Regions from separate parts of the Mus musculus genome. Here all the other regions are linked to region 1. The links are chromatin contacts, called in public HiCAR-type, HiChIP or PLAC-seq and promoter capture Hi-C maps. All regions are on one chromosome and are shown on one strand. Each heading gives the region's core, a stretch centred on a gene start, on an enhancer-like site or on the middle of the called end of the contact. The rest is flanking DNA. Distances are from core to core; before and after follow the strand shown. Region 1 holds the start of Msx3 (msh homeobox 3). Region 2 holds the start of Rplp2 (ribosomal protein, large P2). Region 3 holds the start of Lmntd2 (lamin tail domain containing 2). Region 4 holds the start of Lrrc56 (leucine rich repeat containing 56). Region 5 holds the start of Sigirr (single immunoglobulin and toll-interleukin 1 receptor (TIR) domain). Region 6 holds the start of B4galnt4 (beta-1,4-N-acetyl-galactosaminyl transferase 4).

Region 1 (4,444 bases), core at 1,022-3,521:
TGAAGTGCCTACAGGCATCTCTATCCCTTCCACGGGCCAGAGACAATGATGCCTCCCTGTGTAAATGGGATTTCAGTTCCCACATGAACTGAAATCCAACACCCAACATCCAACATCCAACATCCACTATGCTGGCAGAAAAGATTCCTTCACATCCCACCACTCCTACCCTGTAGCCCAAGCTCTTTTCTAATCAGGTCACTTGTGTATGGGATAGGAGAGAGAGAGAACTGCGTGTTGTGCTGAGGTCTAGGTCTCCATGTCCATGGAAGAGATCCCTCTTCTCCTTCCCTCCTTCCCGCTTCCATTCTGGTTCTCTTTCTGCCTCTCTCTTGCCTCCCTTGCCTCTGAGGTGGTGCTTTTACCAGTCTGGAGCCAATCTGGCTTGCACTGGGCAGAGCTGCTCAGAACTGACATCAGCATCCCTCTAGGAAGTGGGGGAGGGTGAGAATTTAAGATCAGACTTTACACTGCTTCACAGGAAGGACCCTGCCCATTGGACCTGCTCCTGGCCCACAACCCTGTCCCTTTCCCTGGGCCAGACCTAAGTACAGACTCTTGCTTCCTCCCATCAGAGGCTACTTTGGGGGACATTGCTCACACACAGGCAAGTTGTCCTTTATTCCTTTTGTTTGTTTATCTTCTTTGTGCATTCCTGCCAGTGTTTTGATGATGCAATTATCAGCAGTCAACTCAGAACATCTTTGTTACATTAAAAAAGCAGCAGGCAAGTGTTGGTAGCATAATGGTGAGTATAGCTGCCTTCCAAGACAGCAGCAGTCGTCAGTCTGGAATTATAGCACGAATTAAACAGACGCTAGGTCTAGCCAGCCAGGAATCTTCTGCTAGCCCCTTTGAGCAGCTTCAAACTTTACACGAAGAAAAACTTTTTAATTAATTTCTCTGACTGAGCTCAACAATCAGACTGAACCCCAAAGCTGTACTCCATTGAAGTACTTTTGGCTGTCTAAAACAAATTTATAGAGAGATGTAGGTTGCTGATTTTGTGCTCTAGGATATTAATCAGACTTTATTTCCTAAATCAACCTCCCAATGTATTCTAAAATCAAAGCCCTGGTTTCTTTTTATGGCGCTACCGCCACAGTTTGCTTTGCAACATAGAAGAACATTTTTGTTTGTTTGGTGATGTGTGTGTGTGTGTGTGTGAGTGTGTGTGTGTTTTGTTTTGTTTTGTTTTGTTTTAAAACCAAAGGAACAGTGAGATTTGGGGGAAAGTATTACCAGGAGCTAGGGACTCTATCTGGCCTCAGATCCACCCTTCCTTAGAATCCTTAGCTGGCGGGTTGTTTTGTTTTGTTTTGTTTTTTAAAGCGCCTTCAAGAGGTTCCCACACTGCTTGCCTGGTCAAGGAAAGACTGCATCAACAGAGATACTCTCCGGCGGCCTTTCAGGAATTTGCATCGGCCGCCAGGCAAATACAGGACACCAGAAGACAACGATGCGCCCAGCATCCAGTTGTTTGAGCAGCCTGAGGTGCCTGCATGACGGGCTAGTATGCTAACTTCCTCTAAGAGATCTGTCTCCACCATCTTCCCTTGGCCTCTGCGCTTGGGACCCAGGACGCGTCTTTCTAGCCCATTCCTGGCCCAAACTGGGACGCAAGTTCAGCCCTCGAAGTTGCTAGTGGCCCAGAAAATGTTTGGAGACTCCAAGAGCTCAAAGAGAGACCAAAGCGAAACTAAAGATGCCACAACTCGACCTCAAGAGATCAGTAGAGGAGACGTGTTGGTCCCATTAGAACCCCACGGTGCAGACTAAAACACGTGCGAGCCAGGAACGCAGCAAGAACAGCCGATCAGCCTCATTAAACAGCACTGTAGTAGGCACGAGCCCATAGCTGCGCTCTGCCTAAGCGCGGAGGCTCACTGTGCCAGCAAAGAACTGATGCCTGGACGTAGCTCCACTATGAGCGCTCGCGCGCAGTCCATTCCTCCACTCCAGAAGGCTGAGGCCAACCATCTCTTTACCCAAGACTGACAGCCCCCTCAGCTTTTCCCGCTGGAGGAGCTTCATAAGCGTTCCTACAGACGGCAGTAAGTCCCGAAATCCTGACGTGGGCACGACAATGCTACCCCAGGTCTCGGGGCACTCAGTTCCCAGGCAGAAGCCCCGCCCCTCTCTGTCGGTCCCGCCCCCGAAACACTGAATCCAACCCGCACTGAGACCCGCACATCGGCTGAAACAACCATTGGGTAGCGGCGCATGAAAGCGGTGCTACCTTTTTATAGGGTGCGGAGGGGCCCGAGAACCACAGAGCCCAAGGTCCTAGCAAAATAAACCGCCGCTGGGTCCCACGCGTCCCAGCCGGGCGGCTAGCCCCGCACCCGCCATCCCATGCATGGCCCGGGCGACATTCGACATGAACGCGGCGGGGCTCGAAGCTCGCGGCGGGGGCCACACAGAGCACGGACCACTCCCCTTCAGCGTCGAGTCTCTGCTGGAGGCTGAGCGCGTACCGGGCTCCGAGTCTGGGGAGCTGGGGGTGGAGAGGCCGCTCGGCGCCTCGAAGCCTGGAGCCTGGCCCCCTCCAGTCGCGCACTCTTGTCCCCCACGTAAGTGCTCAGTCTCCCGGTCTCAGGCCCTGAAAAGCGACCGCGCTGTCAAGGCTCGAAAGTCCAAGGTGGGTGGGGGTATGCGCACTGTTGCTCCGAACTAGTGGCTAGTAATTACTAGCCATTAACCGGCTCAGTCCAAGAGCAATGATAACTGGCGGTGGGCGCCCAACATTGTGCACAGCCCAACCGCCAGGTCCAGGTCTCTTCTTGGTCGAGGTCCGCAACCCACAACAAATACCCTTAATGCTTTTCCGCTCCGGGTCGCTCACGCTCCTGCACCCCTTGCCCACTTTGCGTATGCCCCCGACAGCTAACTGGTCTGTTTGGAGACCTGACCGCTACTCGTCTTCGGTTATTGGACAGCCTCCAGGCCCAGTTTAGCTCTTTTTCCAAATAGTTAGTCCCCAGTTTAGTTGGGGTGCAAGATCACGGGTTGGGAGAGCAGACCTAAGTCTAGGGCGCCTCCTCCACTCCCCTGCCTCCTTGGTTTGCTTATCCACGTGGCTTTGGGGACCGCTGAGCGGAGCACTCACGGAGCCACGGAGCACCAACCTTCCTTTGTAAGGGTGGAAGAAGGTCGGTCGAAATAGGGGTGTGCAGCCAGAGTTTGAGCGCTCGCCCTGCGCTTCTCTTTCCTTTCAGGTGCCCCGAGCCCTCCACCCTGCACCCTCCGCAAACACAAAACCAATCGCAAACCACGGACGCCATTCACCACCGCGCAGCTGCTGGCGCTTGAGCGCAAGTTTCACCAGAAGCAATACTTATCCATTGCGGAGCGCGCCGAGTTCTCCAGCAGCTTGAGCCTCACTGAGACTCAGGTCAAGATCTGGTTTCAGAACCGCCGAGCCAAAGCCAAGCGGCTGCAGGAAGCTGAGCTGGAGAAGCTGAAGCTGGCAGCGAAGCCACTACTGCCGGCGGCGTTTGCCCTGCCCTTCCCGCTGGGCACCCAGCTGCACAGCTCCGCGGCCACTTTCGGCGGCAACGCGGTTCCTGGGATCCTCGCCGGGCCTGTCGCGGCCTATGGCATGTACTACTTGTCTTAGATCATGGAATCAAGCCCTAACCTCTTGGTTAGGCTCAGGGTTGCGCACAGTTCTGCCTGCCGCTGATGCTCCTGGTAACTTTTGACTTTTCATTTTAGTCTTCCCCCCCCCCCTCCTCCTGTTTATACGGTGTTATACTTGATGACTGGAGCCTATTTATAGACATCTTACAAATACTTTAAACCTTCCTAAAACCTTGCCCACATCAATCTGTTTTTCTGAAAGAAAACACACCGTCATATAGTCCTTGAAACAGACAAAAGCAGTTCTTCCTATTTCTTACAAAGCAGTCGACAAAGTATTTCTGGAGTGGGTGTGCTCCCTGTATTCACTCTGCCCGGACACCGAGGACTTCAGAGAGGCTCGATTGAGCTGGCATAAGAAAACAAATTCCATAAGAAGAAATCAAAATAAAAAATGAGATAATCGGACGGTTAGAAATTACTGTCTCTCCAACTGTTGTGACCAAATGGAAACTTTTACACTTTTTAGGTTTTATACCATTATTATTTTTTTTTTTAGAGTATATGTCGTTCAAGGAGCTAGAGGCAAACGCTGGATGGACTTGGAAGTAGGGGAGGGGACTGTTGGCGCCATGCCCTAATGTAAGGGTGGCTGCTGCCCCCAGCATCTTCTGAGCTTCTTCGAAAAGAGCCTGCTGGGGGGAGACAGAGGGCTGAAGGCAGCAGGGACCAACCTCTAGCCTCTTGCCAGCAGGTGTCCAGTCAATAAAGAGAAGAAAGTGAGAGTTGAGCATCTCAGATCTCCCATTGTGGGTGCGGTAGGAGGTGAGGCCTGTGAAGGTCCCAGAAGAGTTACTCTGAG
Region 2 (4,444 bases), core at 1,053-3,552, 1.4 Mb before region 1:
GTACCCCCCAGAGCTTGTGTCTCTAGCTGCATATGTAGCAGAAGATGGCCTAGTAGGCCATCATTGGGAAGAGAGGCCCCTTAGTCTTGCAAACTTTATATGCCTCAGTACAGGGGAATGCCAGGGCCAAAAAGTAGGAGTGTGTGTGTCTGTGTGTGTGGTTTATGGGGGACTTTTGGGAAAGTATTTGATATGTAAATGAGGAAAATACCTAATTAAAAAAAAAAAGTTCAAGCCAGGCGTGGTGGCAAATGCCTTTAATCCCAGCACTCAGGACAGAGGCAGAGGCAGGCGGATTTCTGAGTTCAATGCCAGCCTGGTCTACAAAGTGAGTTCCAGGACAGCCAGGGCTATAAGGAGAAACCACAAAAACAAACAAACAAACACACACAAGCTCAGCTTGGTGGTGCACACTTTTAATTTCAGCAGCCAGGAGGCAGAAGCCTGTGAATTTAAGGCCATCATGGTCTACAAAGTGGGTTTACAGGCCACATGGGTTCTTACTTTTAGTTATTTAGAAATCTTAAAATTGAACAAACAGCCGAGCGTGGTGGCGTACGCCCTTGATACCAGCACTCGGGAGGCAGAGAAACCCTGTCTCAAAAAAACAAAAACAACAAGGCAAAAAAAAATAAATAAAAATTGAACAATCATTTTACCATGAGGGTGCCCCAGGCTGATTGCAAATAAGTACTAGTCCGGTGGTGCCAGAAATCTGTATGCCTTAGTTAAGAAGGAACCTGTGGCAGGGCTTGGTGGCACACACCTTTAATCCCAGCACTAGGGAGGCAGAGGCAGGGAGATTTGAGTTCAAGGCCAGCCTGGTCAGTTCCAGGACAGCCAGCTACACAGAGAAATCCTGTCTCAAAAAACCGAGAGAGAAAGAAAGAGAAAAGAAGAAAGGAAGGAAAGAGAGAGAACACCAATTTTTAGCATCCCCAGTCCCTCCTCAAAGGAAAGGTTTTCACACATCCTCGTAGAAACCATAAAGTGACCCCATTGCCAGTTTCTGAGGGTGTTCTGAAGCGCTGCAGGCACAAGCCTAAAATGAAAAGGCCTTGCACAACTCTGGCAGTGTTTCTAGGATGCTCTGGTCCACAAGCGAAGCCTGGCAGATCACTGGCTGACCAGCAGGTATTAGGATGGACCACAAACAGGCCAACTTCCCAGGAACTCACCCTGAGCGATGACATCCTCAATGTTCTTTCCATTCAGCTCACTGATGACCTGGGGTAGACAACCACAGCTAGCAGTCAGCAATGCAAGGCACGGGGAAGGTCTCCTGAGATACTGGACCTGCTCTCAACTCCCAGGAACTACCTATGAGATAGTGCTGGGTCTTCTCAACAATGATTTTGGCAAAGGAAGTTTTAGATACTAAAATTCTACCGTTCTGTGAAGTTTAGGTTCTATGTACAACCTAGGTGGGTGGAGTGGGAACCCTTTCTAGAAGAATCTTAAGGGGCGATGAGATAGCTCCACTGCTAAAGACTTGGACTCTAACATATCCTAGAGTCCCAGCACTATAGGTCCAAGGAGACACAGATGCCTCTGTTGGCATCTACACACATACATCCTTTACTGCAAAGCTAGTTTAAAAAAAAAAAAGTTAGAAAACTGGTTTACACAGTGAGTTCCAGGTTAGCCAGAGCTACACGGTGAGGCCTTGTCTCAAAAAATAAGATCACACAACATGAGTTGTATTAAACTTCTATAAAAGCACGATTATCACGACTGACTTCTTCGATTGCACAAGGACTAAAGAGAAAACTATGACTAAGATGGGTGTAGGCCTCCTCCATCCATCCTTTTCAACAGGTTATCTACAATTTTTCTTAAAAGTAAAATCCGGACATAATAGGATAAGGACCGCCGCTGGTAGACATTTGGATCCAGCGGGTCCAAGCAAGCAGCATGCTACCTTGTTGAGCCGATCATCGTCCGCTTCGATGCCCACGCTGTCTAGTATTTTCTTGATGTCTTTGGCGCTAGGAGAGGAGTTGCCCCCGAGGGCGGCCAGCAGGTAAGAGGCGACGTAGCGCATGCTAAATGGGGCAGGGAGTGGGTACAGTGGTGAGGTTATCCGAGAGGCCTTCTGCTTCCCCCTCCATTTTAAGCAGCAAGTGAGGCCACGTGAGGCGCCAGGCCTCCGGTCACAGAATGCTGCGCCACCCTCGCCTCCCGGCCGTCATCCAACCCCGCAGTCCCCACCACTGTTCGCGGCCCAGGCGGCCAGGCTACTCACTCGGCTGCGGGGGACAGACCTCACGCGTGCGACCTCGGCGGCGTCCGGCGGCGAAAGGAAGACGCTGACGCAGTGGGCGGGGGTAAACCGCTACCCAGAAGCCCCCGGGACGCGTACGGCGGCGCACGGGGACGCCTCCCATTGACGAAAAGGGTGCACCGGAAGGAAGACATTTCCCTGTCATGTCTTCCCCACAACAAAAACGAGGGATTTTTCAAGTGCCAGGGGCCTCTGCAACATGGACGAGAGTCTCCCGAAATCCATGCGGGCACGGGCGTAGCGTTCAAACCCCTTTAACGCCTCGCGTCCCCAGCATGCTACTCGGCTCCACAGCTCCCAAAATGCAGCGCGAAGGCCCCGCCCTGGTCTTATTAAGGCGAACTACAAATCCCATGACGCTTCACTGTAAGACCTTCATACCGGAAGTGTGCTCCCTTCTAGCTTTTTCTTGTTGCACGTGGGCTGGGTGGGCGGCTATTGGTTCAAACTGTGGTGCTATGGGTCCTTCCTGTTCTTGGGCAACAGAGGTCCTAAGTTGGGCTGGGGCTGATGGCTCCCAAGTTCAGCTGGTTTGGAAAAGTTGGGCGAGCTTTCTGGGTCCTAGTGATTACGGCCATATCTAGAAACATCCTCCTTTTTTTTTTTTCTTTTGAGACAGGTTTCTCTATATACTCTTGGGTATCCTGGACCTCTATGTAGACCAGGTTGGCCAAGAACTCACGAGATCGCCTGCCTCTGCCTCCAGAGTGTTGGGATCAAAAGCTTTTTGACTGGAGAGATGGCTCAGGGGTTAATAGTTTGGACGTTGACTGCTCTTCCAGAGGTCCTGAGTTCAATTCCCAGCACCCACATGTCACAACCATCTGTGATGGGATTTGATTCCCTCTTCTGGTGTGTATCAAGACAGAACACTCATGTAAAACAAATAGGTAAATATTTAAAAGAAAAAAAGTAAACCTTTGCCTCGTTGGGAGAGGGTGTTGCATGCCTTTAATTCCAGTACTTGGGAGGGAATGGCAGGTTTAGGATAGCCAAGGCTACACAGAGAGACCCTGTTTCAAAAAAACTGTCTCTACACTAGGCTCTGGAGACCTCTCTTCCCCTTCTCACTTCCATTCCCTGAGATCCACAGGATCTGCCTCTTTAAAAAAAAAAAAAAAAAAAAAGCTGGGCGTGGTGACACACACCTTTAATCCCAGCACTCACTCTGGAGGCAGAGGCAGGCGGATTTCTGAGTCCAAGGCCAGCCTGGTCTACAAAGTGAGTTCCAGGACAGCCAGGGCTATACAGAGAAACCCTGTCTCAAACAAACAAACAAACAAACAAACAAAAAAAAAACCAAAACAAAACAAAACAAAAAAAAAAATGAGCAGTCGGTGCTCTTAAACTGCTGAGCCATCTCTCCAGCCCCAGGATCTGCCTCTTATGTGCCGGGATTAAAGGTGTGGGCAACCACACCTAGTGATTTGTTTAAAAGATGTGAATGTGTGTGTCCCACCTTGGTTTGCATGTGCACTACATTGTGTGCAGTGCCTTTGGGAGCCAGAAGAAGACATCAGTTCCCCTGGAATTGGAGGTACAGGCAGTTGTGAGATGCCCGTTACTGATGCTGGCCACTGGACCAAATTATTCTGCAAGTGCTCTTAACTGCTGAGCCATTTCTCCACACTTCTATTTTCTTTAATTTTGAGACATTGACCTATCATGTAACTTTGGCTTGTCACAGAAATCCACTTGCCTCTGCTTCCATAGTACTGGTTGGAATTAAAGACACGCACACCATACCTGGCATGATTTTTTTTTTTTTTTTTTTTATACAAGACAGGGTTTCTCTGTGTAGCCCTGGCAGTCCTGGAACTCACTCTGTAGAGCAGGCTGGCCTCGAACTCAGAAATCTACCTGCCTCTACTTCCCAAGTGCTGGGATTAAAGGTGTGCGCCACCACCGCCAGGCGATTTTTTTTTTTTTAAGGTTTATTTATTTATTTTAACACCATTGATCTCTTCAGACACAGCAGAAGGGGACATCGGATCCCATTACAGATGTTTGTGAGCCACCATGTGGTTGCTGGGAATTGAACCTCTGGAAGAACTATCTTAACCTCTGAGCCATCTCTCCAGCCCCTGGCATGATTTTTTATGTTGTGACTTTTCTGTTTGTTTAAAACAGGGCTGCTCTGTGTATCCCTGGCTGTCCTGG
Region 3 (4,444 bases), core at 494-2,993, 1.2 Mb before region 1:
CACGCCAGTCCCCGGTCCGCCTCTGCAGTCCCTCCCGTCCAGCCAGAGCTCTGGGTTCTGGTGGTCCCGCCCCACTGGGGGGGGTGGGCACAGCCCGCCTCACGGCAGATCCCCGGCAGCGCGGGATCCAGACGTCCCACTCTGCAGCGGACAGACGCAGGTGCAGCACGGCCACCACGCGTCCCTTCACCCAGATTCGCTTCTCCTCGGTCGAAGACGGCTCCCTGATGCCGCGCCCAGTGCTCAGGAGTCTCGAGAACCCGGCACAGCTCACCTGGGTACTTGCTGGCCTTCGGGACTTGGGCGCTTCGGTGCCGCCTCAACCTGCTGTCCCAGCGCCGCGGCGCGCCCAACCTCACGGCCTCATTGGCTCCCGGTCTTCACGCCCCGCCCCACAGCATCCCATTAGCTCGGAGGCGTGTGTCTCCCGCCCCATGCCCACTCCCATTGGCGACCCTTCTCCCACCACGCCCCATTGGCTCGTTACTCGGTCCCGCCCCGGAGGCAACCAGGTGTGGGCGGGGCCCTGAGTTAGGTAGTGGCCGGACGGAGTCGCCCCAGATGCTCACCTCTGTTAATCAATGCGGAAGCGCGTCTGCTGCTGCGTTAGCTCTGGGCTGATTGGCCCAAGTGAGGTGTGCTCCCAGCTCAGACTTCCTCAGCCGACTTTCAAAGTGCTGGTCTCCGCCCACAGAGAGGGCTCCTGACTGGAATCCTGCAACCCTGACGTGCACCCCATCTCAACAATCGCTCTAGGCCTTTTCAGCCCTGCTCCCTAAGGAATCTGTGGCTGAGGACACCGGGAAGAAAGGCCATGAACACTCCCGCCCACCTCGTTCCATTCCGGGCTGCTACCCGAGGGAGGTGGAGTTTAGTGGGCCCTGCACCCTGGTGGGGGAGGGGGTCGTCCCTGAGGCTGACTGGGACAAAGACCCTGGGATCTTTGTCTGAAGCTCCATCCTCTCCCCTCCCCCAACGGATCCAGCGTCCTCCACAGCAGTCCTCCTCTCCCTGAAGCGGGAGGGGGGCGGGGGGCTAATGGCTTCTCTGCTGCCCTGGTGGGGCTCTGTCTGCTCTGCCCCATCGCAATGCTGTGGGAGGAGATTCCCAAGCCCTTGTGGCCATAAGGAAGCAGATGGAAGTATGAGGCTGACAAGGTAGAAGGAACCTTCTGGGCCTCTCTTCTGATCTGAGGCAGAAGCAAGGTCCTTCAGGGTTCACTAGTGGAACTACCATTGGGGAGAGCCCAGAGGTGTGGAGATAAACACAGGAAGGCTTCCAAGAGTTAGGTAGAAGGCTATCAGACACAGCTTCACTTGTTGGCTAGAGTTAGCACAGCCTCTCCAGTCTCTTATCACCATCCTTGACTGCCCCTTAAATCAACTCACTTCCCTAGGACCATTTACATACTCAAGACACCTATACATACTTCTCTCTCTCTCTCTCTCTCTCTCTCTCTCTCTCACACACACACACACACACACACACACACACACACACACCACACTGAATTTACTCATAGGACACCATTGTTTTCCAGTACCAGCCTATCACCACTGGCTAGGGACAGGTAGTTCCCTGGGCCTCCTTGGCTTAGCTGGGTGGGTAGGAATCTGGTTTACAGATCCAGACCATATTGGTACAGAATGCACTCGTGGTCCTGGGCCGGGTCTCCCTGGATGCTTCTGGTAACAGACACCCTCCCCCCTCAGGTACAGAAATCCATGGCAACGGTATAGAATGCTTCCTTCCCTAGGCCTTCTGTGGGTTTAGGCCTCAGGTGAGTTTGGTGGTGAGTTCCTGGGCTGAGGGGGACATGAGTAGGAGTTTCAGGCAAAAGGTTAGCACCTAGCCTGAGTTTAAGTAGGGAAAGAGGGGACAGTAGGGAATATATGTATATACTGGGGATATGTTGCCCAGGAAAGTGACCTGCTGTCCTAGCCTGAAACATAGAGATGAGGACACTTGTGTGAGCAGCAGTCCTATGTCCTATTGAGTAGTCACCTGTAAGCCTCCTCAGAAAGAACTGGCAAGTGCTAACTGGGCCTCTGTGGCACACAGAGAGAGTCCTGTGAGGTTCCCACACCTGGGACACAGGACAGACTCTATTCTGCTTCCGGCCTTCCTTCCTTCCCAGCTCCTGAGCAACATCAAGCATGGCCCCTAAGTCTTGCCAGGAGTCTGAAGATAAGCAGGTATCCCCAGCTCCAGCAGGTGTACAGCCAGACAGCAGTGACTTAGGGTCTCCAGTTGGCACACCTGTCGACAGAGTGGCTCCTTCCTATTCTCAGAGCGCTAAGCTCTACACATCCACACCAATGGGCTGCTCCGTCAAGCAGCAGTAAGGAGGCAGCGGGGTGGGGCGGCCTCCTGGGCTGGGCCAGCCAACGGGCCAGCCTGATCAAACCACAGGGCTCTGAAATTGCAGGTTAGCCCCTGAAACCCTGGACCCACGTACCCTGAGGCTCTTATGGGAACAGAGAGAACTAGAGATCCAGGCACTTCGGTGGGCTGTTCAGAATGGCCACAATGCCCGATACTCCAGCATCCTGCAAGAGGTGGCAGGGGTTCCCTCTGAGCGGTCAGTGGTGAAACCCTCAGCCCAACCCAGGTCCTACCCTGCTGTGGCTCCTACTTTCTGTCTGACCCCAGCCTCAACCACTGAGCCCTCCTCTACCTGATTGCCTCTAACTTTACTCCTTGCATGACTTGACACTCTGCCATACCCTTGATTAAGTTACTGTGCTGGAAATGTCATCCTACTCCCTAGCATGTAGACCCCTGCCCAGACCTGTTAGGGTTTACTCTGCACTGGCCTGTTCTAATATGTGCCTCCAGGGTTTGGTGGCTGTGGGGCCTCCTTTACCTACTCTTCGGAACCCTTGCTTGACCTAGACTAAGGGGTATGATTGCCCCTCCTACCAGGAACTCCAAAAGTCAAGACAAATTCCTGCGGAACCAGGTCCAGAAGCTAACCCTGGAGCTGAAAGCACAGAAGGAACAAGCTCAGCAGGTGATGGGGTGGGATCAGGGATCAGGGCGATGACTTGGCAGGCTGTAGCTACCCACCTAGGGTTGGTCTGAAAGGTGGGGCCACTGGAGGCCTCTCTCACTGGCAGAAATTCCTCATCAGGAGAAACAGCAGTTAGAGGAGAAACTGCAGCAGAACCTCTGGGCAAAGCAGCAGCTGGAGGCTGAGCTTCAGACTTTTCAAAAATCATGCCTTCTGCAGCTAGCCCGTTCCTCTTGGGTGGGACGCGTGCTGAGGTCTCAGACCGGCAGCGTCGAGGTGAGTTTGTGCTCCTGACCTAATACCTCTCAGGCACCCCCCCCCCAACACTTCTTGATCGGTCAGCATGCTTTTGTAGGCAGGTGTCTTTGTCGGGGCTCCCGGCCCGCCTGTCTGAGAAACCTGTCTCCCTTGAGATGCCTCCACAAGGAGCAGTCCTCATTTAGTACACACACAGTGCTGTTAGGGTCAAAAGAAAGAGGCCCTGTGGGGGCAGGGTGACCTCTCTCCAGCTCCCTGTCAGCTCCTCTGTGGTTCCTTCTTGCAGGTGGTCACTACAGAGGTTCTGAGAGACCCCAGTGACTTTTCTGAGTCTGCTGAGATTCCCACTTCTGGGGAGGTGAGCAAGGCTTGCCACAGGAGGCATTCCACTTGTGTGTATGATAAAGCCGATGGGGCCCTACAAGGTGGGAGAGCCATAAACCTCTTATTTCCTGCCAGGGTTTCCCGTTGGAAGATGTAGATTGGAACAGCATTGCCCAGCGATATCCCAACCTCTTCTCCAACTTGAATTTCTATTCGGATCAAAAGTAACTGCATTGGTCAGGGAGTCTCCAGGGGTCAGGGGAAGGGAGGGCTTGGCTTGACTTGGATGTGGGACAGTTCTCACTGTATCCTTAAGTGTCTCCAGCTAAGTCACAGATCTCCTAAGCCTCAGCTATGAGGAGGAGTATGTAGAATGGGTTCAGAGCAAGGGGAGGACCTCCAAGGTCATAATCAACCTTATTAATTTACCATTGCTGAGTCTGACTCCTGAGTTTCTAGAACACAAACCAGGGTTCCCAGTGCCTTGGGGAGGCTGTCTGGGGATGGGGGCCTGGGCCCTGGTTCTAGGAGCCAAAGCAGCCAGTGAACACATCATGGTCCCAGGCAGTCCCAGCCCCCGACCTCCGAAACGTATACCTTGGACTCGGAGGGCGCCACCAAGCACACAGAGAAGCCTACCAAGATCCTGGAGTGGAGCGCCTTGCCTTTGTTAGACACCAGTAGCTCAGAAAGGACCCAGTCTGACACCAGCAGCTGCCCGATAGCTCTGCATTCTGGAGCAAAGAAGACGACTGGCCACCCATCCCAGGGAACAAATTTAGCTTCTTCTGAGCAGATGCAGGAACACACTAGGAGCTTCAGTGGATACACGGAAGGTTAGGTGCAGCC
Region 4 (4,444 bases), core at 603-3,102, 1.1 Mb before region 1:
TACCTGAAGGTAGCCGGCTCCTGCTGTAGGTCAAACATCCGGGCAAGGGGGCCACATGTGTCTACATGTAACACCTGTAAAAGAGAATTAGATTAGCTTCCTGGTTAGATCACTGTACTCTGTGGTACCTGAGCTGGCCAAGGTCACAGTATCCAGAAACAAGCAGGTACAAGAATGGGGGAGATGTTAGGTGGAGGCCTGGCCCTGAACTCCCTGTAACCATTCTAATGGAGGATAAAGCTTCTACAATGAGGATTCAGCCAGGGTCCCTCTTGGTCACCCAATGCAAATAAAGACATGATCCAAGTCCTACTTCTACTCCCAGAGGGGAGCCTGGGAATGCTCTTGTCAATCATCTGTGGGCCCGCCTCTCCTGCAGGCACTCCTTCCCATACTTTTTTTTCAGGTGCCTCTACACCTCTGGTAGGAAGTGCATAAACTGTTTCTCCTTAAAGATACAGAGGTCTGTGTTTGGCCCTAGATCTTATACTCAAGAGACAATGGCTAAGGTAAGAACTCTGTTCAGAACATTAAGTATATCCTTTCTTCTTAGTCCTCCTCCGTGGCCTCCATGCAGGTTTGGCCGACCCCTAACTCCTGTACTTCCTGCCGTTCCCAGATACATTTCTCTAGTTAGAGTGATCCCCTTCCACTGCACTTCATGACTTATTGCTTACTCTGTCCTGTATGTCTTGTCCCACAGACGTGGGTCGCCCAGGATCCCCCTAGCACAAAGGACATGGAGAGGAGGTGCTAGGCTCTCACCTGAGGGGTGGGCCAGAGTGCCCAAGACTTGGGGCGCAGCACTAGGCCCCTCCACCGCGGCGGTCGCTCTCTCAGGTGAGGGCTTTTTTTTTTAATTATTATTTTTACCACCGCGATGGGGTTGCAGGCCTGGCGCCATGGCAACGGGGGCGGGGCTCATTTGAATACCCAAATATTCGTGAGCCGCGGGCATCCGGGGCTTCGGTAAGATGAGCCCCGCCCCCTAGCAACGGTTGCCGGGACACGCGGCAGATCCGGTGGAAATGCTCCCTAGAGTAAGAGACAAGCCGGACGGCTGAACGCAGTGAAGGCACTCACGGTGGTTCAGAGAGCCGTCCGTGAGAGGCTTCTGGCCAGCTCTCGGTTATCTGCCTGCTAGATGAATAGAACAAGCCGAGCTTGCACCCCGGGCGGCGACCGGGGTGAGCGTGCAACCCCAGGCCTGCACGACCTGAGTAAAAGCCTGAGTTTTTCTGAGGACGTGCTTATTCGTTTCTTTGAAATTTCAAAAAGTGTTGAAAACATGTCATTTGCGTCTGACACAGATGTACCCTACTTGCTTGAGTGGGTGGAACACTTCATTTCGCCCCAATACCAACTTTTCTGACTTTCGGGGTCGTTCTTCAAATGGACGCAGTATGAGCTTCTGCAGTGTTGGGACCTCGAGTTTGAGAGCGGTAGGGGGGTCTTCTCCAAAACACGAAGAGCGCGGTGTGATGGGCCGACGCTGCCCCAGGATGGAGCCTTTGCTCCACCTCGACCTACGAGAACAGGCAGCTAGGGGTTCCGGCGAACTCTGTCTTCCTCTGTTATTCCGCGTCCGCGGTGCTGACTGTCCCCGACACCAATACCCGGTCGGGATGACCTTTCCACTCGTGGGCCTTTGGGCCTTTGGTGAGGCTGCAGGGTGGAGGCTCTGTAGTAGGTCCTCAACGCAACCCGAGCGTGCACCAGTTTCTCTCCGGAGAAATCCCGGGCTCGTAAGCACGGTCTCGGTCTGTCTCTTCTGCACCTAGGCACTAGACATCACTGTTGAGTGCAGGACCCAAGTTCCGGCACTGCCTTCCCCGCGGCTCCAGGAAGCCCCGCCCAGCTTCGGCTTCTGACGGATGGGTTGCTCAGCCAACCACAACAGGTCGCGGTGCGGAGGAGTTCGACCAATCACGGGCCGCCTCGAGTTGACGGACGGGCGTGGGGCGGAGCGGGGCGGGGCGAGCGCGGGCCCGGCCAAGTCCCCGCCGTCCGCTCCCGGCGCCCGCAGCCCGAGCCGCACCCGCCGCGGACGGAGCTCATGCGCGGGCCCAGCCGGCGCCCGTCCGCGCCCCCGCCCTGCCCCGGCCCCGGCCCCGGCCCCGGGGGCAGTCGCGCCAGCAAGCGGTGAGTGCGGGCACGGGGTGGGGCGCGGGGCGCAGGTGATCGGTGCTTCCTTGCTCCTCTCGGCCCGGCAGCGTGCCTAGCGTCCGGCTGCCCGCCTCTGCGGCCGGACTCGCTCTGCCTGTGGCCGTCCTCCCAGCGAGGCGCCGCCCGGGCCTCCGGAGACTCTGCGCCCCGCGGCCATCACGCTCGGGCCTCGGGGCCACAAGGACACCCGCGTTGGGCCCCAACCAGGGCCTTCTGCTCCCAGCCATCCCTCGCGTTCCTGTAGTCACCTGCTTCCCACACCCTCAGCCGTTTTTCCCCCCCTCTGTGAAAGCTCCCTGGCCCCTTGTGGAAGGTTTGTCTTAGTGGAGGGCAGGGTCCTTCTCCAGCCACCCTCCCCCCGCTGCCGGGACCGCGCCTGGCATGCAGTAGGCGCTCAGTAAATAGTTGTAGGTTGCACCCACATGCCGGCGGGCCAGAGCCGGTTGTAGGCTGGCATTGGCCTGCCTGGGCACGCCGAGGCCGCCGTGGCAGGACCTGTTTTTTGGGGGGTGGCCTCAGCCCTCAGGCGCCTCCAGTTGAGGGTTTCTGCCTACCTAGCGACTTCTAATTTGGGTGCGTGGTTGGGAGAAGCTCTCAGCTGTCAGCCCTGCCTTGGGGGCCTCTCCCTGCTTCCTCACACAGCCATTAAGTGCTGTTTGAGGAGGTTGGGGGGTGGGGGTGGGGTCCTCCCTTTTCAAGCTGAAGGTGCCACAGGTGATCAACTGGGCCACTGGCAGGCCTGCCTGCTCAATGCTGGAGAGGGCCCTTGGGTCAGGCATCTATTAGCCGTCTCAAGTGGCAAGGGCCTTGGCTAAGTGTGCTTCTCATTGGCAGGTGGGGCAGGAGCTCCTGGATTGGCAGCCGCTGTAGAAGCTATGACAGAATACAAGCTTGTGGTGGTGGGCGCTGGAGGCGTGGGAAAGAGTGCCCTGACCATCCAGCTGATCCAGAACCACTTTGTGGACGAGTATGATCCCACTATAGAGGTGAGCTCTGCCTACCTGCCAGAGGTGGGCTGTGGCAGTGGTCATGGGTAAATGACCAAACAGCCCAGGTCTTGTAGGTGTTATGGGGTATGATCCATCAGGGTATGAGAGGTGCAAGGGTGTAGGCTGGTTCTGTGGATTCTCTGGTCTGAGGAGAGGTGAGACCCCACCCCCACCCCCCACCCCCACTAAGCCGTGTTGTTTTGCAGGACTCCTACCGGAAACAGGTGGTCATTGATGGGGAGACATGTCTACTGGACATCTTAGACACAGCAGGTCAAGAAGAGTATAGTGCCATGCGGGACCAGTACATGCGCACAGGGGAGGGCTTCCTCTGTGTATTTGCCATCAACAACACCAAGTCCTTCGAGGACATCCATCAGTACAGGTGAGCCACCTATGGCTAGCCCGTGAGCCCGTGGCACACGTGAGGAAGGTTCCGTGTGCACACTGAGGCTTTATGTCTTTTTTTGAATGTCCTGGACACAGTCATGCCTGCAGCCTGCTAGCTGGCTCATATCCACCCCATCCCCCTCCAGGGAGCAGATCAAGCGGGTGAAAGATTCAGATGATGTGCCAATGGTGCTGGTGGGCAACAAGTGTGACCTGGCTGCTCGCACTGTTGAGTCTCGGCAGGCCCAGGACCTTGCTCGCAGCTATGGCATCCCCTACATTGAAACATCAGCCAAGACCCGGCAGGTGAGCCTGTTTCCCTCTCCACAGCTAGTCAAGGATTTACCGCACCCCACCCCAGCCAGGGAGCAGAGCTCATTGCCGCTCTCCCTCAACACAGGGCAGCCGCTCTGGCTCCAGCTCCGGGACCCTCTGGGATCCCCCCTCCCCCGGGACCCATGTGACCCAGCGGCCCTCAAGCTGTAAGTCTCCCAGACCGCAGGGCTGTGAGGGAGGCAAGGGCCAGGGTCTGGGCTTATGCCCTGCAGTTCTGAGTTCACATAGCTCTAGGGCAGGATGGGGTCCCTGGAGAGAGCTGCCCTGAGCCAGGCCGGAGCGGCGACCCAGGGGCCTTAGTTCTTCTTGTCCCCAGTGTCCTGTGGATACTGGCTAGTTTTAAGCCCTTCAGTGTTGTTAGGCTGTTCAACTTGAGACGTACTGGGGGTCTGGGAGAGTCCTGAGTTAAGTGGCTCTGACTTTGAGTGATACTCAGGAGTGAACCCTATTTCAGGAGAGTGGCCTGTGCCTTTTGGATGGCCAGGGCCCAGCTCCCTATTTGTGTTGGTTTTGCAGCTGAGGAAGGGAGCCTCCAGCGTTGGGGTGTGACCTGATCTAGGCAG
Region 5 (4,444 bases), core at 814-3,313, 1.1 Mb before region 1:
TGCCCCCAAAGACCCTCTAGGTGCAGAAGACTTCTCAGTAAGGGCCTCAGGCCAAGCAAACACCACACTTTTCTTTCTTTAGCTGCCTCACGAACTATGTCAACCATAGCTTGTCTGTCTTCTACACCAAACACTTCAATGACCACAGCAGGATGGAAGGCCAAGAAAACGTGACCGTGTGCAGGTTTGGAACCTTTCATCCCCCATAAACGGCCTCTAAACTCCTGATTCCTGACCTGGGTATTTCCCTACTCCAGGTACCGGGACTACCGAAATGAGCATGACTACAACTTGTCTGAGCAGTTCTGGTTCATTTTGGCCATCCGACTGACCTTTGTTATCCTCTTTGAGGTGGGTAAATTGTGAGTGAGCCTGAGGAGAGGGCTTATTCCTCTTATTCCTCTTTCCTAGCCCCCAAATCCTAAAGATTCTTCCTAGCCACTGACCTTGCTGGGCCACGCTCCCTATTGCCTGCAGCATTTTGCCCTGTGCATCAAACTCATTGCTGCGTGGTTTGTGCCTGATGTGCCCCAGAAAGTGAAGAATGAGGTTCTGCAGGAGAAGTATGACAGAATTCGCCATAGAATGCGGTAGGGATGTAGAGGCTCACCTGGCTGGAGCAGGTCTCTGCCTGGGGACAGGCCTGGCCTCCGACCCATACCAACCCTATCCTTCCTGCAGCTTCAGTTCCAGGAGCACGGATGTATAGACGACCTGGGGCAGGTGGAGAAATGCCACTTTCCAGGAGCCTGGACTAGGAATAAGTCCCCACCTCTACAGCTTGCCCCTATCCATAACAATGTGTATGTATGTGTTGAGGGAGGCTGTAAAATGGCCCATGTATATGTAGGATCCTGGATGGTCTACATATATGTTAATACATGAAGATCAAAGGAGGGCCTAGACTATATGTAGGTGTATATGGGCATCCTACGAAGCCCATGTGTATATGTTAACCACGGGAGACTTGTATATGTAGGGATCATTGAAATCCATGTATATTTAGGGTATTTATGAACGGCACAGATGTGCCTGTGGGGTTTGCTTCAACTTTCCTACGGTTCAGATTGGTACAGACCTGACTTGAGACTCTTGAATGACCCTAGTACCTATAGAACTGCAGGTTGCTCATAAAACCCCCATGCAGTAAAATTAGCCTAAATGCCATGGACCTCCTGGCTTCTGGGCCTCAGATCCTGCTCTGTGGCCTCCTGCTTTGTGGGAAGCCATGGACCTCCTGGCTTCTGGGCCTCAGATCCTGCTCTGTGGCCTCCTGCTTTGTGGGAAGCCTAGAGAGTAACTTCTGGATCCCCTCCCTCCCAGTTAACCTGGATCCGTACAGCGGCAAAACTTTTTACAAGCAAAATAAACCTGTGTGTATTGATTTCTGAGCCTCATGATGTAGATCCAGTTTCTAGAGATTATTTCTTCCCTGGGCTAGATTGAGATGGGATGAATTATGGCAGCCTGGGGCCACCTGGCTCTTCTTTGGTTTGCCTCATTGTCTTTGGTTTTTGTTTGGTTGGTTGGTTGGTTTTTCAAGACAGGGTTTCTCTCTATAGCCCTGGCTGTCCTGGAATTCACTTTGTAGACCAGGCTGGCCTCGAACTCAGAAATCCGCCTGCCTCTGCCTCCCGAGTGCTGGGATTAAAGGCATGCGTCACCACCGCCCGGCTTTGCCTCTTTGTCTAAGCGCGGGGCACCTTATGGAAGAAGGTTCTTCCAAATATCTGGGGTTTTGAGTGGCAAGAGAAGACACGGGGTCAGTTATGAGTGGGATGTGAATCAAGAAAGACTTTCTGGAGGAAAAGGAAGAGTTTGGGCTGGAGAGGCAAAACACCATGACAGTCAGCAGGGTGGCCCTTTGCGGGTTGCGCTGGTTGGGCTCCTTTGGTCAAACCAAACCCTGCCCCTAAGCCGGGAAGTTTGAAGATCCCGGGACGGAACTTCCTACACTCACCAGCACTAGCCTCAGGCTTAAAGCGGGACACTAGGTCCGCCCTAGCCCTGCCTGCGGGGCGGGGCTGCACCTGCCGCTGGGTCTGTCGCCGCTGCGCACCTCGGACAGGTAAACTGTCAGCTTCCGCGCGAGTCTCAGGTGGGTGGCAGTCGTGACTCAGACACGCGGAGGTGAGTAGAGGTCCTGGTTCCTGGAGCCGCTCCAGTTTTAGGGTTGAGGACCTGGGAGCACTTTGCTCCGAGGAGCCTTGGGGCCATGGTCCCGCAGGAAGTAGCTCTGAACCAGACGGGTTTCCCGCTCAGCCCGGAAGCTCGAGAGCACTGCGTCCAGTCCCCTTCTCTGGCCTTGCTCTTTTCATTCTGCCCAACATGGTCAATAGCTTCCTCTTGATTTAAGTGCAAGCCTGTAGAGGCGGGCGAGGGGTCGTAATACCTCGCCTTCGCTCCCAACAAACGTATCTCAAACCTAAGCAAGTCTAGGACACCTGAGCAGAGTGAGAGGCTGGCAGGGACCCGGGCTCGCGGGGACCCTAGCAGAGCCTTCGCCTCCTGTGAGCGCCAGCGTTCGGTGCGCGCCCAGACTAGCTGTCGGCGCGCTTCCGCTCTCCGTGCGCGTCCCCATCTTCTGCACGCGTGCCTGATAGGTCGGCTTGCCTCACCTGTTGAGTTCCGGGAAACAGGTCGTGCGCCACCCGCAGAAGACCAAGGGCAAGAAGTAGGAGCTGGATGAACTCGGGGAATTGGTCTCCTCGAGGCCTTTTATGCACACTCCTTTCTTTAAAGAAAGATATGTGGGGATCCAACACACACCAGAAACAGGGGCGGCGCAAGAGTAGCGCTGAGCAGCACCCAGGTGTCGAGATGCTGAGCAGCAAAAAACCGGATCCACAAGTGGGGAGCGGGCCTGGGGCTTCGAGCTCCGAAGCTCCAGAACACTCACTCATCTGATAGCACAGGATGCCCCTATAGCTCAAGGACTGTGCCTCCAGGACCTGGGCCTTCCAGGAACCTCAAAATACGGAGGCAATGCTGAGTGATCCGAGGGTCTAGGCTGGGATTTAAATTCTGAGGCCCTGGAGTGCCTTCAAAAGACTGCAGAGGCAAATATCTGAGGCCATCTGAGTTTTTATGCAAGAGTGGCCTGAGGCTGGGGTATGGGATAGAACAGTGGTTCTCAACCTTCCTTTAATACAGTTCTTGTTGTGGTGACTCCCAACCATAAAGTTATTTTTGTTGCTACTTCATAACTAATTTTGCTACTGTTATGAAGCTGCAACTCTTTAATCTTTAATACAATTCCCCATGTTGTGGTGACCCCCAACCATAAGGTTATTTTTTTTTCTTTTTTTTGGGGGGGGGGTTCGAGACAGGATTTCTCTGTGTATCCCTGGCTGTCCTGGAACTCACTTTGTAGACCAGGCTGGCCTTGAACTCAGAAATCCGCCTGCCTCTGCCTCCCAAGTGCTGGGATTAAAGGCTTGGGCCACCACAGCCAGGCTTCATAAGATTATTTTCATTGCTGCTTCATAACTGCAATTTTGCTACAAAATTTGATTTTGATACAAATTCATTGTTATGAATTTACAATTCATAACAGTAGTAAAGTTACAATACTGGGCTGGTGGGATGGCTCAGCAGGTTGCTCTTCTGAAGGTCCTGAGTTCAAATCCCAGCAGCCAAATGGTGGCTCACAACCATCTGTAATGAGATCTGATGCCCTCTTCTGGTGTGTCTGAAGGCAGCTACAGTGTACTTATGTATAATAATAAATAAATCTAAAAAAAAAATTACAATCCTGACCCCACGGATTGAGAACCTGCTGGGATAGAGGGTGGTAGATGTTAGCAGACAGGAAAGGAGAACAGTATTGACCCAAGATTCTGTGAGGATGACATTAATTTCTTGATTCACAACATGGGAAACACAGCCAGTTACTGTGCATGGGATGTTCAGGAGGCCGAGACGGCTTCAGGCAGCAAACGGATCCATAAGTGTAGAGGAAGGGCATCTGTTCCCTTCAGCCTTTCCAGGCTTGAGCCAAAAGCGCTCCATCACCCAGTGATCATGAATGCCAGGCCAGGGGGGTGGGGGTGGGGGTGGGGGGCCACTTGAGCAGGGTTGGGTCATAGTCAGGTAAGGTGCCAGGGAAGACTGCTTCTGCACTGAGCATGCTCCTGGATTGGAGATGCTTCTGGGTGACCTGAACCAGAGGCAGGAAGGTCCCAGGAGATTTCCAGGACATACTCCTGTAGCTATGATTGTGAAGGGAGAGTCAGGAACTAGAGAAGACCCTTGTTTAAGTCTGTAAATACTGCTACTAAGTCCCAAGGCTCAAATAAATCTAGTGGGAGGTGGGGAGCGTGGGGGGGTGGAGAGACATAGGTAGCAATAGGAGAAATCAGCTAACTTCTCCCCTGTCCCACAGCTGAGCCAGGGGCTTGTGGCTTTTGTGTTTTGGCACATGAAAGGGGCTCTGCTGACTGAA
Region 6 (4,444 bases), core at 848-3,347, 1.0 Mb before region 1:
CCTTGAGAAGCCAGGAAGTGAGCAAGCAAGACTCCTGGTCAACGTCCTGGAGCCTGGCCTGGATACCCACAGCCCATCAAGCTAAGTCCAGGCATTTTGAGTATACTGGGAACTTTCTGTAGTGGGCTCTCAGCTCAGGCTAAGCCTCAGCACAAAGGGACAGTTATCTGCCCCACCCTCACTTGGAGGTATCTATACGCACAGGCTGCTGGACACCCGCTGAACGTTGCCAGCTCTGAAGACTGACGACACTGTCAGGAAAGTCTCAGGCGCTTGCAGCTACCCAATTTCTCACATGCCTTGTGGTGCCTGGTGGGTCCCAGGTGGCCAGACAGGAGATGGCCTTCAGCCCAGAGAAGAGAGTGTGTGGCTGGGGCCCCATCTGTGCCGCCCAGGCTGCTTCTAGCAGTGCCATTGGGCAGGACTGATCTTCCAGGATCCAGAATAGATCCTACCCACCTAGGAGGAGTCAGAGCCAGCTGCCCTCGTGATCAATCTTCAACAGTGGGGTTCCCTGTCTTCATTCCTTCCTGGTTGGTCTCAGACAGAAACAAATTGCTCAGGAAGTCAGCTGAACCCACAAGGGCAGCTGGTGGGAGCTGGCTTTATTGGGTACTGGGTCAGCTCTGAGTCCAGACTTATCTCTTCGGGATAGAGCTGTGGCAGGATATCTTGAAGACGTCACAGCTAATAAGGTACATGGTTTGGGATGACCCATAGACTTTCTTGAGGGCTGGGATCTGTCTCAGATCCTTGGCCCAGGATCTGCTGGAAGATGTCTGGAAACAGTTGTCCAGGCATAAGAAGAGGCAGAGGGCCTCTGCAGGCAGGAGACAGGTGCAGGGCTGAAAAGGGAGTTCTGGATCCATCAGGTGGACTGGACCAGAACATAGTGAGCCAGTGTCACTGCTCTGAGACTTTGAGAGGAGAGATACTTGCTCCCCTCCTCAGCTCACCAGCTTCCCTCACAAAGATGGGGCTGAGCTCTACGTGGCTTGGTTAGGCTTCTCCAGGCTCATTCCCTGGTCTTTCTCTACCTAGCTGTCATTGATGTTCACCCTGCTCTGGAGAGTTTTCCCCCAAGGTGTGGGTCCAATGGCCACCAACTCCAGAGGTTCTCCCCGGATTCTTACCCACAGGCCTAAGTTGCTTTGTACATCCTCTGACCACTCTTAAACGTGCAAACTACAGCAAGCATTTACTCAAGTTAGCATTGGTCCCTAGCACACAGACATCTCAGTTCACTCACAGGTGTACCCAGGGTTTCCAGCTGCTCTGGCCACTCTAGGCAGCTGGATCCCTCAACACCACCCTTACCTCCCCACCTTCCAGAAGATGAGGAAACCGAGGCCCTGCTAAGTAGGCAATGGCCTGACAAGCCTCTTAGCTGAGGGCACCGGTTCCCCCAAGGGCCCACCGTTAACTCCATCACCACCGGATCTAAGCCAGATTCCAGGGTCGGAAAAGGTAGGGATGAGCCCCGAGGGTCCCTGGCGTTACTGCTGACGTCACTGGGCGTCCCGCCGAACAGAACCGCGACCCCTCCCCCAATATAGCTGAGCTGGGAGGAGCAGGACAGCAGGGGCTCTGGGCAGTCAGACCCCCAGGCCTTGGGAGGTCCGGGCCCTCTCGCTACGCGCCATCGCGTACCTCGCCCGTAGCCCAGCCGCTGGCGTAGCGCGCGGCCCGGGCGCACCAGGCTCCGGTGCACATACGTGAGCCACGCGGCGCAGGTGAGCAGCAGCAACAGCAGCAGCAGCTTCATCTGCTTGCGGACCTTCTTCACCGGGAACCACGGCATCGCGGCGCCACAATCAGGGGCGTCGCTGCGGCCCCCCGGCCCCGCCTGCCCCGCCCCACATCCCCCGGCCCACCCTGCTGCGCTTAGCGCCTGCAGCACCGCATGGTCCTTTGTCCGCTGCGGGGACTACGGGATTCGGCCACTACTCCCGGGCTGCTCAGGCCGCGGTCGGGGTGGGCGGCGGGAGCGGCTCCTTGAGGCGCTCCCCCGCCCGCCCCTCCCGGCTGCTCACGCTCCTCTGGACGCCGCGGGACCGAGCAGCATCCACGCTGCGGTGCTACCCAGCGTGAAACGGGACCGATGGTCGCGGTGCCCGAGCCAATCGGCCGCGGCCAGCCCGCGTACAACCAATCCGTGATGCTCGGAGGCGGGGTGGCGCGTTAGGGTGTGCCAATGATCCACACGACGCGCGCATTCACCTGGTGTTCGCCGGCCGCGCGCCCGGGGATGCGGGGGTTGTGGGGACCGAATCTGCGGTGAGGGACACCAGGGACGTCGGGGAGAGGGATGTAAGAGGTCGTTGTTACTGTGGAGGCCATGGCAGGGACGAGGGGTGCTGCGGGAATCCGGCTGCGTGTCTGGGAAAACGCTGGGAATAATGAGCACGCAGAGAAGGAGCTCAGCCTTCCTCTCAGTCGGACTAAAACGAGGCTGGGATGTTCTCGGCTAGCTGTAAGGAAGGACAGGTGGGTGGAGGGTGGTTCTATCCAGATAGCTTCAGTTGTGCACTCCATTCGCTTTCTAGCTGGTGCATCCCAGCCCTCCTGACTACCACCTCTCTCCCACCTTACCACCAGCCGCTTCTCTTTGAGGTTCCAGCCTAATGACCAGGGTACTTCAGTTGGTGTAGCAGAAGCTGCTGTGAGCCTGCAGAGCTCGTGGGTTAGGAATGGGGACTGGACATTTAAATAGTCTCCCTTCCTCCGTGATGCCATGGCCTTAAGTAGAAAGAAGCCATTGGAAGGAGATGGAATCTCTTAGAGACCTTCGCACCCTGGGTGGGTGTGCCCCAGTGGAGATGACTGGGCAACTTCCAGTGTCTGTTCTAAGGGGTGGCCTCCAGCTCAGTAGGCAAGGGAGCCTTCCCATACCACATGCACCACTGTGCTGTTTGCAAGGTGGCTTTGCTGGTTTTGTTTAGTTTGTGTTGTTTTGAGACAGTGTCTCACTGTGTAGCCTTAGTTGGCCTGGAGCTCTTAGACCGCTGCTTGCCTCTGCCTCCTGAGTGCTGGGATTCAAGGCATGTGTCACCACACCTGGCTTGCCTTTGTTTTTAACATTACCCCACCATCACTATGTATCCTTGGGACATAAAATCAAATTGGCCACATTTCTTTCTTTAAAAAAAAAACTTTTTAATTGTTTCTGTCGGGTTTTTTTGTTTTGTTTTGTTTTGTTTTAACTTTCTTCCAGGCATCAGCTGCTGTTCTCATCAGCTGGTTTCCTGTCCTGACTTTGTTTCTGATGCCTGCACTTGTTTATATCCTGAACATTGTCTCAGCACACACCAGCTTGTTGTAGCTACTTTTTCATCTTCCTAGTCATCCAGCTAAAAGACATCTTTACAACAGGAAGACTTGAGGGAGCAATAGAGAAGAACAAGAAGAAGAAAAGAGAGGGTCTCTGCTGTCTTATGTTTACTGGACAGAGGCAGAAAACAAATAATGTTTGTTGTTGTTCTGATTTGTTTTTGTTTTGTTTTGTTTTGGTTTGGTTTTGGTTTTTGAGGCAGGGTTTCTCTGTGTAGCCCTGGCGGTCCTGGAACTCACTCTGTAGACCAGGCTGGCCTTGAACTCAGAAATCCACCTGCCTCTGCCTCCCAAGTGCTGGGATTAAAGGCATGAGCCACCACTGCCCGACAAATAGCATTTTTTGTTTTGTTTTGTTTTGTTTTGTTTTGTTTTGTTTTGTTTAAGAAAGCAAATGTTGGGAAGCAAGCAAAGCGTTTGGGCAGAGAAGTGCACTAGCAGGGAAGAGTTCAGGGCCCTGTAGGCGACCCAAGCCCAAGACTCTCCTCTCTTCATCTAGAGTCGGTAAAGCAAGTAGGGTAAGGCAGAACAACTGAGGAGTCAGCAAACCGTGATCAGCTAGACAGCGGTTCCCCTTGCTAACACATCTGGCCGAGACCACATCTCACCCCAACCACAGAAGGAAATGTTTCAGTCTAACCAAGCAGACAGCACGACAACAGGATCTATTGATGAACGTATGCACTTCAAACAAACAAAAACCCAACTGTATTTGTCTTTTTTTTTTTTTTTTTTTACAGATTTTAATTCATTGTTTTATGTATATGGATGTCTTGTCTGCATGCGTGTCTGGTCTACCACCTGTGTGCCCAGTGCCTACAGAGGCCAGAAAATGGTGTTGCATCTCCTGGAACTGCTTTTAAACCGCCGTGCTGGTGCTGGGAACTCAACCTGAGTCATCTGCAGCGCTTTTAACTGCTGAGTCATCTCTTTGCCTCCTGCAACTATGTTTAACCAAAGCAGAGCCATGGTTAAACTCTCTAACCAAAACAGGCTGCATCTCCCGAGAAACCGGGTCAGAATTTCACATTCACCTTTGGAGGCTAGTCATTCTTGCAGCTGAGTCACACTCCTTGAACATGTTCAAGAGCTAAATGATGAGAACATAGAAACA

What was found. HiCAR-type assays count read pairs that join an accessible place to other places. HiChIP or PLAC-seq counts read pairs in DNA pulled down with a chosen protein or histone mark. Capture Hi-C pulls out chosen DNA fragments and counts their contacts.
Region 2: a contact with region 1 is called in a HiCAR-type map of astrocytes, with 4 times the contacts expected there. The contact joins the promoter of Rplp2 here to the promoter of Msx3 in region 1. A contact is called at or near these places in 3 of 39 promoter capture datasets (cranial neural crest, hippocampal neurons and pre-B cells) and 2 of 115 datasets of contacts at active chromatin or transcription factors (astrocytes and pancreatic cancer cells).
Region 3: an H3K27ac HiChIP or PLAC-seq map of embryonic stem cells shows a contact between it and region 1, with 5 times the contacts expected there. The contact joins the promoter of Lmntd2 here to the promoter of Msx3 in region 1. A contact is called at or near these places in 1 of 39 promoter capture datasets (hippocampal neurons), 4 of 115 datasets of contacts at active chromatin or transcription factors (astrocytes and embryonic stem cells) and 2 of 9 other capture datasets (embryonic tail and embryonic trunk).
Region 4: an H3K4me3 HiChIP or PLAC-seq map of stem cell-derived neural progenitor cells shows a contact between it and region 1, with 8 times the contacts expected there. The contact joins the promoter of Lrrc56 here to the promoter of Msx3 in region 1. A contact is called at or near these places in 5 of 39 promoter capture datasets (cranial neural crest, frontonasal cranial neural crest, hippocampal neurons and 2 more), 4 of 115 datasets of contacts at active chromatin or transcription factors (embryonic forebrain, embryonic hindbrain, neural tube and 1 more) and 1 of 9 other capture datasets (embryonic tail).
Region 5: a promoter capture Hi-C map of adipose tissue shows a contact between it and region 1, with 2.3 times the contacts expected there. The contact joins the promoter of Sigirr here to the promoter of Msx3 in region 1. A contact is called at or near these places in 8 of 39 promoter capture datasets (the 3T3-L1 cell line, cranial neural crest, embryonic stem cells and 4 more), 4 of 115 datasets of contacts at active chromatin or transcription factors (differentiating embryonic stem cells, embryonic forebrain, pancreatic cancer cells and 1 more) and 5 of 9 other capture datasets (adipose tissue, embryonic tail, embryonic trunk and 2 more).
Region 6: an H3K4me3 HiChIP or PLAC-seq map of embryonic basal ganglia shows a contact between it and region 1, with 6 times the contacts expected there. The contact joins the promoter of B4galnt4 here to the promoter of Msx3 in region 1. A contact is called at or near these places in 1 of 39 promoter capture datasets (hippocampal neurons), 1 of 484 Hi-C or Micro-C datasets (B cells), 14 of 115 datasets of contacts at active chromatin or transcription factors (craniofacial prominence, embryonic basal ganglia, embryonic forebrain and 8 more) and 1 of 9 other capture datasets (embryonic tail).

What each region holds. Positions count from the first base shown.
Region 1 is chr7:140,046,915-140,051,358 of GRCm38.p6, reverse strand. It overlaps Msx3 (msh homeobox 3), which reads left to right and starts at 2,271. Exons shown (of 2, transcript NM_010836.3): 1 at 2,271-2,573; 2 at 3,219-4,444. The coding sequence starts at 2,360. The coding sequence ends at 3,619.
Region 2 is chr7:141,445,509-141,449,952 of GRCm38.p6, reverse strand. It overlaps Rplp2 (ribosomal protein, large P2), which reads right to left and starts at 2,302. Exons shown (of 5, transcript NM_026020.7): 1 at 2,246-2,302; 2 at 1,922-2,045; 3 at 1,179-1,227. The coding sequence starts at 2,044. Snora52 (small nucleolar RNA, H/ACA box 52) reads right to left here and starts at 1,150; the gene lies at 1,017-1,150. It also overlaps a transcript of Pidd1 not described here.
Region 3 is chr7:141,211,771-141,216,214 of GRCm38.p6, reverse strand. It overlaps Lmntd2 (lamin tail domain containing 2), which reads left to right and starts at 1,743. Exons shown (of 14, transcript NM_001382822.1): 1 at 1,743-1,780; 2 at 2,138-2,341; 3 at 2,429-2,581; 4 at 2,926-3,013; 5 at 3,134-3,289; 6 at 3,558-3,629; 7 at 3,731-3,819; 8 at 4,160-4,431. The coding sequence starts at 2,157. Rassf7 (Ras association (RalGDS/AF-6) domain family (N-terminal) member 7) reads right to left here and starts at 355. Exons shown (of 6, transcript NM_025886.3): 1 at 275-355.
Region 4 is chr7:141,191,538-141,195,981 of GRCm38.p6, reverse strand. Lrrc56 (leucine rich repeat containing 56) reads right to left here and starts at 1,852. Exons shown (of 13, transcript NM_001172064.1): 1 at 1,365-1,852; 2 at 4-74. Hras (Harvey rat sarcoma virus oncogene) reads left to right here and starts at 1,978. Exons shown (of 5, transcript NM_001130443.1): 1 at 1,978-2,142; 2 at 3,001-3,152; 3 at 3,362-3,540; 4 at 3,692-3,851. The coding sequence starts at 3,042.
Region 5 is chr7:141,098,165-141,102,608 of GRCm38.p6, reverse strand. It overlaps Sigirr (single immunoglobulin and toll-interleukin 1 receptor (TIR) domain), which reads left to right and starts at 2,063. Exons shown (of 10, transcript NM_001355055.1): 1 at 2,063-2,130. Ano9 (anoctamin 9) reads left to right here. Exons shown (of 24, transcript NM_178381.3): 21 at 83-184; 22 at 258-351; 23 at 478-590; 24 at 682-1,390. The coding sequence ends at 709.
Region 6 is chr7:141,058,631-141,063,074 of GRCm38.p6, reverse strand. B4galnt4 (beta-1,4-N-acetyl-galactosaminyl transferase 4) reads right to left here and starts at 2,097. Exons shown (of 20, transcript NM_177897.4): 1 at 1,651-2,097. The coding sequence starts at 1,801. Gm39114 (a long non-coding RNA gene) reads left to right here and starts at 2,036. Exons shown (of 2, transcript XR_881000.2): 1 at 2,036-2,277; 2 at 4,071-4,444.